Linked DNA regions of Mus musculus: region 1 is linked to region 2. The links are chromatin contacts, called in public HiChIP or PLAC-seq maps. All regions are on one chromosome and are shown on one strand. The core of a region is the stretch at or near the end of the contact, and the rest is flanking DNA. Distances in the headings are between cores, read along the strand shown. Region 1 has its middle 11 kb from the start of Sdhd. Region 2 has its middle 9.7 kb from the start of Gm25633.

Region 1 (4,527 bases), core at 162-2,661, 780 kb after region 2:
AGAGCCTACTTCTAAGGGATTCCAGAGTGCTGAAGACCAGCAGAGACATCCAGCCTTGTGGACTAAGAAACTTCTGAATTCTTGGACTTCCTGTTCATAGTTTGATTAATTAGACCACAGCCTGTAATTCATTCAATAAATCCCATACATATATAGAGGGGAGGATTCATTTGTAAGTTCTGCTACTATAGAGAACGCTGTCACAACTCTCTGTCCCTTTGTTTAAGAGCACAGAACTAATTCATTCCAAGTCTCCTCCAAATTAGAATTAAATTCACCCCCCCATCCCCCGCAATTTTTCCGTGTTTCTGGGTCCTTTTATAATTTTTCCCTTATAGTAGCCATTACAACACTCCCGGTAATTCATATTGGTTTTCAGCACAAAGAGGAAAGTTCCCAGCAGAACGGTGCAGCTCCTGGCCCCTACAATTGCTGAGTCCTCTGCTCATTGCCTGCAGCTGCCAAATTAAGCAACAGGCGTGGGGATCCCCAATGTCAGCAGAAATGGCCTGAAAAGAAAGCTGTGTTCACATTAGGTAGCTCTGCTCTCCCTGTGACTAACATTTTTTCATAAGCTTCTCGGGCTCTGACTCACTTCTCTATTTGAGATGTTTATTTCCTGGAACACAGTATAACACTTAATGCCATGAGAACCCATTTTCACTTTGAATGATGCTAAAATTCTGTGACAGCCAGAGAAAAGCTTCCTCCTCCTCTGCTTCATGTTTTTGTTTTGGTTTTGTTGACACAGGGTCTCACTATGTAGTTCAGGCTGGTCTCAAACTCACTCTTCTTGTGTCTGTCTCCCAACTGCTAGGATTGAGGCATGTGTCGCCACATCCTGCTGAGGCTCCCAAGTGTGGTGCAAGCATGCGTGTATGTGCATTCGTGGTGTGTGTATGTGGGGGGGAGGGGAGCTTGGGTGTTCAAGTGAGTGTTTGTGCACGTTGTGTGCATGCATGTGTGTGTTCATGGTGTGTGTGTGTGCGCGCACATGCGTGTGTGTGTCTGTGTGTGTGCATGTGTGCACAGCACAGTGAAGAAAGCACATTCCCACCTCACTTTTGTGTCTCCTCCCTTTTGTTTTTGCTCTGTGATACACTGGTTTTACCTGGGGCTCCTCCAATGGGCTTAGAACAGGGCTATCCACGGGTGCATTGCTATCCACCAATGGCAATGCCACAAGAGTTTTATTGAATAAATTTATTAGATGAAACAAAAGGACCTAAACACAGACCTATTGAATTCTTTGAGCTCCTAAGTGACTGGGGAAAAACAAAGTTTAAGTGAATCGCACAAAACTCTACAGTAAGAGCCCGGAGGGCAAAGAGCAGCGCAGACTCTATGTGGGAGTGACAGTCAGTCTGAGGGAGAGGGACTCGGCACCAAGGGCTACCAACAGAGGTGAGTCGAAGCTCAAGTAGCAAACCATCAGTCACACCCATCTCTCCCTCTCTTCTGTTTGTTTGGTTTTTGCAAGACAGGGTTTTTCTGTGTAGTCCTGGCAGTCCTGGAACTCACTCTGTAGACAAGGTTGGCAATGAACTCAGAGATCCGCCAGCCTCTGCTTCCTGAATGCTGGGACTAAAGATGTGTGCCAACACTGCCCAGCTCACACCCATCTCTTTAGAAGAACAGTCAAACCAGAAAAGGAGCTGGAAATGTTTTTTAACATGTTATACGTATGGATGTTTTGTCAGCAAGTATGTCTGTGTACCATGTGTGTGTAGCACCCCAAAAAGACCAAAAGAGTGTCTGGTTTCCCCCTGGAACTGGAGATATAGAGGGTTATAAGCTGTCATGTGTGTGCTTGGGATTGAATCCAGAGTGTCCACAAGAGCAGCAAGTGCGCTTAACCACTGAGCCATCCCTCCAATCTATCCTGTCCCTTATTCACAACATCTGAAGACATGAACTCTAACAAACAGAAAAAAAACATAAAATAAAGGGTGGAGTTGCATGCAAGAGACTGAGGTGAGTGGGCCGAAGGGAGTCTGATGTCACGCTGGGCCACACAGCTGAGCTCAGAGCCAGCCTGGACTGTGTAGCAAGACCAGTTTCAAAACAGAAATTTCAAAAAGCAAAATTAGGGGCTAAAAATGTGACTCAGTGGATAAGACCACTCACTGGTACAGTAAGAGGACCCAAGTTCAAATCCCCAGCCTCCATATAACTGCTAGAGAGGGCAGTGCATACCAGTAGCCACTGCACTGACAGGAGCGATCCTATGAGCTCACTGGGCAGCTAGCCTAGCCAAAATGCTAAGTCAAATTCAGTGAGAAACCCTGCCTCAAAAAATAAGGTGGAGAGCAGCCAAGAAAAAGACCCAGCATCCTCCTCTGGTCTCTACATGGGCACAAACATATTCCTCCTAACCCCTAAACACAGATACACAGCAACAAGATAAATCTGAATGAGTTCCACAAATACAGAGGTTGAACACAAAGAAGAAAAACCATGTTCACCACTAGACAAAGACACAGATCCAAGGCCATTGATCACACTATTACTTATGACAGAAAATAGATTCAAGCTAGAGGTGTAAACAAAAGGACCAGGTCCACGGATGGTGAGACCCACTGGGGAACCTCCTACAATCACCTACTCTGGAAGAGCAGCTCTATTACACAAGACTGCACGGAAGCGGAAGCGCTGACTGGCATCCGCAGATGCAGATAGGTGTGGCAATGGCGTGGCAGTGCAGTGACGTCATCCAAGACTCAGGCTCCTCTGTGCATGTCCTCTTTAGCATCCTGACTGGTGCTCACAGTGATACCTCTCTCAAGTTCCTTCTCTCATAGATAAAACTATTTTAAAGCAGAACGGAGCTCGAGGACATGAGAGTGAGAGAGAGAAAGGGAGAGAGAAAGAGACAGAGAGAGAGAGAGGGAGAGAGAGAGAGAGAGAGAGGTCCGAGGAAATAGAAGCGGAGGTAGAAAAGCCACACTTAGTAGAGTAAAAGTACAAGCTATACTTAGACTGTATCTACTCTGAAGAACACACCAAAAAGAGAATTGGTGCCCTCGGCCTTTATTCCTTGTAATTATTACCTTCTCCGCAGCCCAGAGTGACAATGTGCCTCTGGCATGAAAGCAATATCCCATCCTTTCAGGCCAACCAAGGAGAAAATCCATCCTAATACTACTTGGGAGGCTGGATGGCCCAGTGGTTAAGAGCACTTGCTCCTGTACCAGAGGACCCAGGTTGGTTCCAGACTCAACCTTCTGCAGCCCCAGTTCCAGAGATAATCTGGTGCCCTCTTCTGGTCTCCATGGGCACTGCATTTAGTGTGTGTGTGTGTGTGTGTGTGTGTGTGTGTGTGTGTGTGTGTGTGTGTGTGTGTGTGTGTGTGTACACTTCTGCACGCACACACGTGCATGCATACACACATAGAAGAAATAACTGCATCAGATCCTCTGTGTACACATTATGGCTATTAGGTTGGTGTTTTTGTGAGCCTCTTAACAGTAGGAACGGGTGTATCTCTGACACTTTTGCCTGTTCTTGAGACTCTTTTCCTTCTATTGGAATGCCTTGTCCCAGCCTCCACTAGGATTTTTGCTTTGTCTTATTGTAGCGTGTTTTGTCCGTCTGGCTAGCCTCCCTTGGAGGGAGAAAATGGAGGGGGACTGGATCTAGAGGAGAGCTAGGAGAAGGGGAGGGAGGGGAAACTGCGGTTAGGATGTAGTCTATGAGAGAAGAATCTATTTTCAATTTTAAAAGCTTAAAGAAAAAAAAAAAAGATCTGGCTTCGGGACAGGGAGATGGCTCAGCGGGTGAGGTGCTTGATTCTGAGCCTGTTGACCTGAGTTGGGTCCCCAAAACTCACACGGTGAAAAGAGCTGACTCCTGCAGGGTGCCTTCCGACCTTCACAGGAGTGTGTTCCTCCCTGCATCTGAGCACATACAAGATAAGTGGCGCACGCCTTTAATCCCAGCACTCAGGAGGCAGAGGCAGGTGGATTTCTGAGTTCGAGGCCAGCCTGGTCTACAGAGTGAGTTCCAGGACAGCCAGGGCTACACAGAGAAACCCTGTCTCAAACAAACAAACAAACAAAAAGTAAGTGCTTAAGAATTCTTTTTTTGGCTCACTGTGTAGTCAGTTGAGGGCCAGTCACTCTGTGGCTGGAACTCTGGAGTGCCTATGGCACTGTCACCATTTAATCCATCTCACGCTTTAGCTCTGTGGTGGGGAAGGAGTCTCTAAAGCACTGCAGCCCGCACTTCTTGGAGCTCTGCACTTTACACTCGCTGTCGCCAGTTTGCTGTTAGCCCTGTGGTCACTTTGAAGCTCCTGCCTTTGGGTCATGTTTAACCTTCCAATTGGTTACCAACTGTGTAGCCTATACACTGACTCTTAAGGCCAACGCTGGCTCACTTTGAATCTGGCCACAGAAAGCCAGCACTTAAAAAAACAACAACACAAAACCCATACAGGGAGCTGGCAGGCTTTCACCACAGCACCTGAACTCTGCCTTGGTAGTCTGTAATTAGTTACTTATTATGTATTGTTTGCATTGCATGTGC
Region 2 (4,361 bases), core at 1,049-3,548:
AACTTAAAAAAAACGATAACTATGCAGAAGAAAGCCAAACTTGGAGAACAGCACTGTCCCCCACACAGACAGCAGTAAGTCATCAGCTGAGTTGCTCTACCCTGAAAATTCTTGAAAGAATCTAGACTCACGACAACACCTCACCTTCCCTCATAAACGTTGAGTCATGGGTGATCCAAACAAGCTCGTTCCACACTGAAGGCAATTTCTCACATTGTTGTCTAGTGGATCACACTTAGTCACGGACAAGCCTAATTACCCCAAAGCAGTTACCAAACACCAGTGACAAGTTCTCTGAGGCCCTCCCCTCCACCCTCCACCTTGAAACACACACACACACACACACACACACACACACACACACATACACACACACACACACACATCACACACACATATTCTGACCTTCTCCGCCTAAGGAAGAATATTCTGCACTCTAAAACTGCCCATGAAGTATAGAGTCCAAGATTTCAAAATGATGCAACCACTTGGTAAAAGGGCCAATCACTTGGGTAAACATAGCCATGCCCTCTTCATCAATAACTGAGACTGGACTGTTTCCCAGGTCTGGTTTCTCCAAAATGCACAAAATGAAGAGGCTTGCTTGACTTCCAAAGGAAATGTCACCTGTTCAGCTGTTTACATGAGGCATGGGGTTGTCTGGCGGGAAATGGAATGCATTGTTTGAGCTCCCATCTATTTTAGTCATTCACATATCCCATTGCAATGCACGTATTTTAGTGTTATCTTACATTTCAGAAGGCTCAAAAGATGCATGTGTTATAAATAAACATGTGTGTTCTATATTCCAAATACAAACAAATACCAAAGACTTTTAATCTTTATTACATTTTATTAAGCTAAAATAATCAGGCTTTTTTTCCCCCTTAGATCTGAGCATGGCTTTTGGCCTTTGTGCAAGTGAATAATTGAAATGAATGCAAACACAATGTAATAGCAAGATGGTGTCCAAGAACTTCTCAGGACTGTGAGTGTGTATACGAAGTAGGTAGATAGATAGATAGATAGATAGATAGATAGATAGATAGATAGATAGATAGATAGATAATAGATAGAAAGATAAATAGTAGATAGATGATAAATGGTAGATAGATAATAGAAAGACAAATAGTAGATGATAGATGAATGATAGATGATAGATAGAAAGATAGATGATAGGTAGATAGATAGTAGATAGATAGATAATAGATAGAAAGATAAATAGTAGATAGATGATAAATGATAGATAGATAATAGATAGAAAGACAAATAGTAGATGATAAATGAATGATAGATGATAGAAAGATAGATGATAGATATATAGATAGTAGATAGATAGATAGATAGATAGTAGATAGAACTTTTTCTAGTTAAGTGTTTGCACTATTGGTAATTTATTAAATATTGTTCATTTTGGTTTTGTAAATTTATGTCTTCATATAGCTCAGGTATGCCTGCAATATCTTGCAATCCTGCAAGGTCTCGTGGGAGTTGAGATTCGTGGCGATGTTCTGCTGTTTGCTGCAGTTGAGTGTAGCCTATAGTGTTGAGCTGTGGATGAATTAACGGTCTGTGAAGAAAAACATCAGGTTCATTTACGATCACTTCTTTTTTAAGCTGAGGAGGAGGTTTGCACTGATCTTTTTTCATGTTTTTTCTTCTTCCTGTCACCCCTCCCACCTCAGAATGGAACAAGGACCCCGCACTGCCTGGGGTACTGGGTCTCAATACACTTTTCTGTGCTTCATTCTCTTCCCATCAAACTACCGCTAATTTCTCACTGTGTTCTGGCTTAGATTCTCCATTAAGGTCAAATTGTCCCCTCCTGCTCCTCCACACATGCCCTGCTCATTCATTCAGTTCCTGAAAAGGGCATTTATTGAATATTTGTTTTGTGGGCCAGGCTGGAAGGTAGAGCCTGAAGAGAAAATAGTGTGCAGTTTTTGTCTTCATGGAGCTTGGAGTCCAGGGTGTGAGGATGGAAAGACAGCCCATAATCAAATAATCACAGTAATGCACTGCATACCCAGGAGGGCCTAAGAAGGAAATCACTGTGCGTGTGTGTGTTTGGGGATGGAATGTGCATTGATGGAGAGGTCAAGGACAGAGTCTCAGAGGCCAGCTGGGCTGCTCATTGGGCATTTGCCAAGTGAACAAGTGGGGAGAGGGTATTTTGAGCAGAGGGAACATTCTGTACAAAGGAATGTTGTATCGGCTCATATTGCTAGTCTGTGGCTGCTAAACTCTGATTCATCCTCCTTTCAGACAAGCAACATAGTTCTTTAAGTCTAAGAGGAAACTTAGAGATGATTCAGCCCGTCCCCCTCACTTCACAGATGTGAAACCTGAGCTCTAATGTACTGAGCTATGATGGATCCAGCTTTGACCCATGGCCAATACCCCAGCAGGAATGTTCGAGCCATTCAACATATTGAGCACCAACCGGGGGGCGGGGGTAGATAGCATGAACGGTGCGCCAGCGAACTGCATCTAGACTGCTTTTCTTCCTGCGGGAATGTGTGTCTCTATGGACATAGCCAGAGATTAAAAGCAGTTCCGTGTCAGAGGATCTAAGTAGGTCTTGACACTCTGCCTGGTGACCTTGAAAAGGTTACCCTTGCTCACTGATCCTAAGTTTCCTGTTATGTGAGTCAGCATACTAATTGGACCTTCTTCATGGGTTTGTTATAAGGATTAAGTGTGATAACATTTGCAAGGCACGGGCACTCAATAAATCCCAGGGTTCGGTAATAAAGCTTTAATACGGTACAGGGAAGTTAAGAGATGGCGGAGCCCATAGTCAAATTAAAAAGAGTTGTATGACTAATTAATTAACATTTCAATTCCAAGGTCTTTACCTGATCAAAAATTAGCATATAATTCCTTGAGAATCCCAGTTCTTTCAACCCTGTGTCAGGCCAAATTTAAATGGAGAGTCTTTCCCCCCTAAGGTCCAGTAACCTCCCACACTCTAATGAATGCTAATTACTCTATTAGTATCATGCAATCTTTAAAACTGATAGGTCTGAATTGTGTCCTAGAAATCAAGTGTTCCAGAAGAAAAGGGAGCTTCCTGATCGTATGTGTTACACTCTCCAGCCATTTGTCTTGAGATTCGTGTCACTAGGATCTGTGGGAAACTGTGAGATCCCACTATCGTGGGACCCACTATGGTGTCCCACTATTTGAAGCAATGTGAAGGAAAAGATAGCTTCCATACTACTAAGAGGAACACGAATGAACAAAGAAGATGGGTGATAGCTGTGGTTTTAGGTAAAACAAAACAAAACAAAACAAAACAACAACCGCAACAAAAAACTTGAAAATATCATCCTTCAAGAGGGATGGGCTGTTCTCTAGGTAGCCAATGCTTCCCGGCATTGGTGGTTCCAGAAGATGTGAGATCCACTATCTTCATTCTGTAGATGAGACATTTGACACAGCTGGAAAGCAGACTGAGTCTGGTACTTCTTCTATACTATATACTATATACTATGTACTATGTACTATGTACTATGTACTATGTACTTTATACTATATACTATGTACTATGTACTTTATACCATATACTATGTACTATGAACTCTGTACTTTGTACTATATACTATATACTTTAAACTATACACTATATTATATACAATATATATATATTTATATTATACTAATCAGCCATCTAAATGTGCGTATTGGTCACCTACTATATATTCATTCTCAAGTCCCAGTGCTAGCTATCCAATAGTCAATAAAACCAAGATGTGTCTGTCTTAGATGTGACTGTGCTCTAGAGGACTGGCTGTCAAATCCTTCCCTGAGGTGAGTCAATATTGAAATCAGGGCAATAAAATTAGTCTTTCCCTTATGTGTGCTTCCAGGTCAGGAGAACATGAAGCTTCATTCATACAGAATGAATGTCACATTTCTCCTTATGAAAGTTAGGTAATAAATGTAGTTCTGAGTGCAATACATGGAATAAAAAAGAGCTGTGGATGCTGGGCAAGTATCCGCTGAAGCCACAGCTGTAATGCTCAAATCATCAAAACCCTTCAAGACAAAGTTACAGGGCATGACTTAGACATTTGCCTGGTTTTTATTGAATGTGCTCTGCAGGTCTAGCCCCCCCCCACCACCACCACCACCACCCCAACCTTTGACTCTGTGACTATCCCTGGTTTGAGTTTGGGTTTGAACAGCTGCCCAGCCCATCCACAGCAAATCAGTGTGGCGCTTGAGGAATAACTCATGGGCAGGCATTTAAGAGCTTGCACATCCTTCGTAGACTAGAAACAGAGAGAAGTAAGATTCCATAGCAACAACATGTCACTCTAAATCATGACTGCCATTTCATGAACAAAACGAGGATC

What was found. HiChIP or PLAC-seq counts read pairs in DNA pulled down with a chosen protein or histone mark.
Region 1: a contact with region 2 is called in a FOXA1 HiChIP or PLAC-seq map of pancreatic cancer cells. The contact joins two enhancer-like sites. A contact is called at or near these places in 1 of 39 promoter capture datasets (the 3T3-L1 cell line), 1 of 115 datasets of contacts at active chromatin or transcription factors (pancreatic cancer cells) and 1 of 9 other capture datasets (pancreatic islet).

Annotation. Positions count from the first base shown.
Region 1 is chr9:50,590,495-50,595,021 of GRCm38.p6, forward strand. No RefSeq gene overlaps it. Among named protein-coding and RNA genes, the nearest start is that of Sdhd, 11 kb to the right of the region's middle. Within about 2 kb of position 1,412, at least 115 of the 459 cell types and tissues checked have an H3K27ac peak or open chromatin away from gene starts, as enhancers often do. A contact at or near this core is called in pancreatic cancer cells, where this site is marked.
Region 2 is chr9:49,814,138-49,818,498 of GRCm38.p6, forward strand. No RefSeq gene overlaps it. Among named protein-coding and RNA genes, the nearest start is that of Gm25633, 9.7 kb to the right of the region's middle. Within about 2 kb of position 2,299, at least 40 of the 459 cell types and tissues checked have an H3K27ac peak or open chromatin away from gene starts, as enhancers often do. A contact at or near this core is called in pancreatic cancer cells, where this site is marked.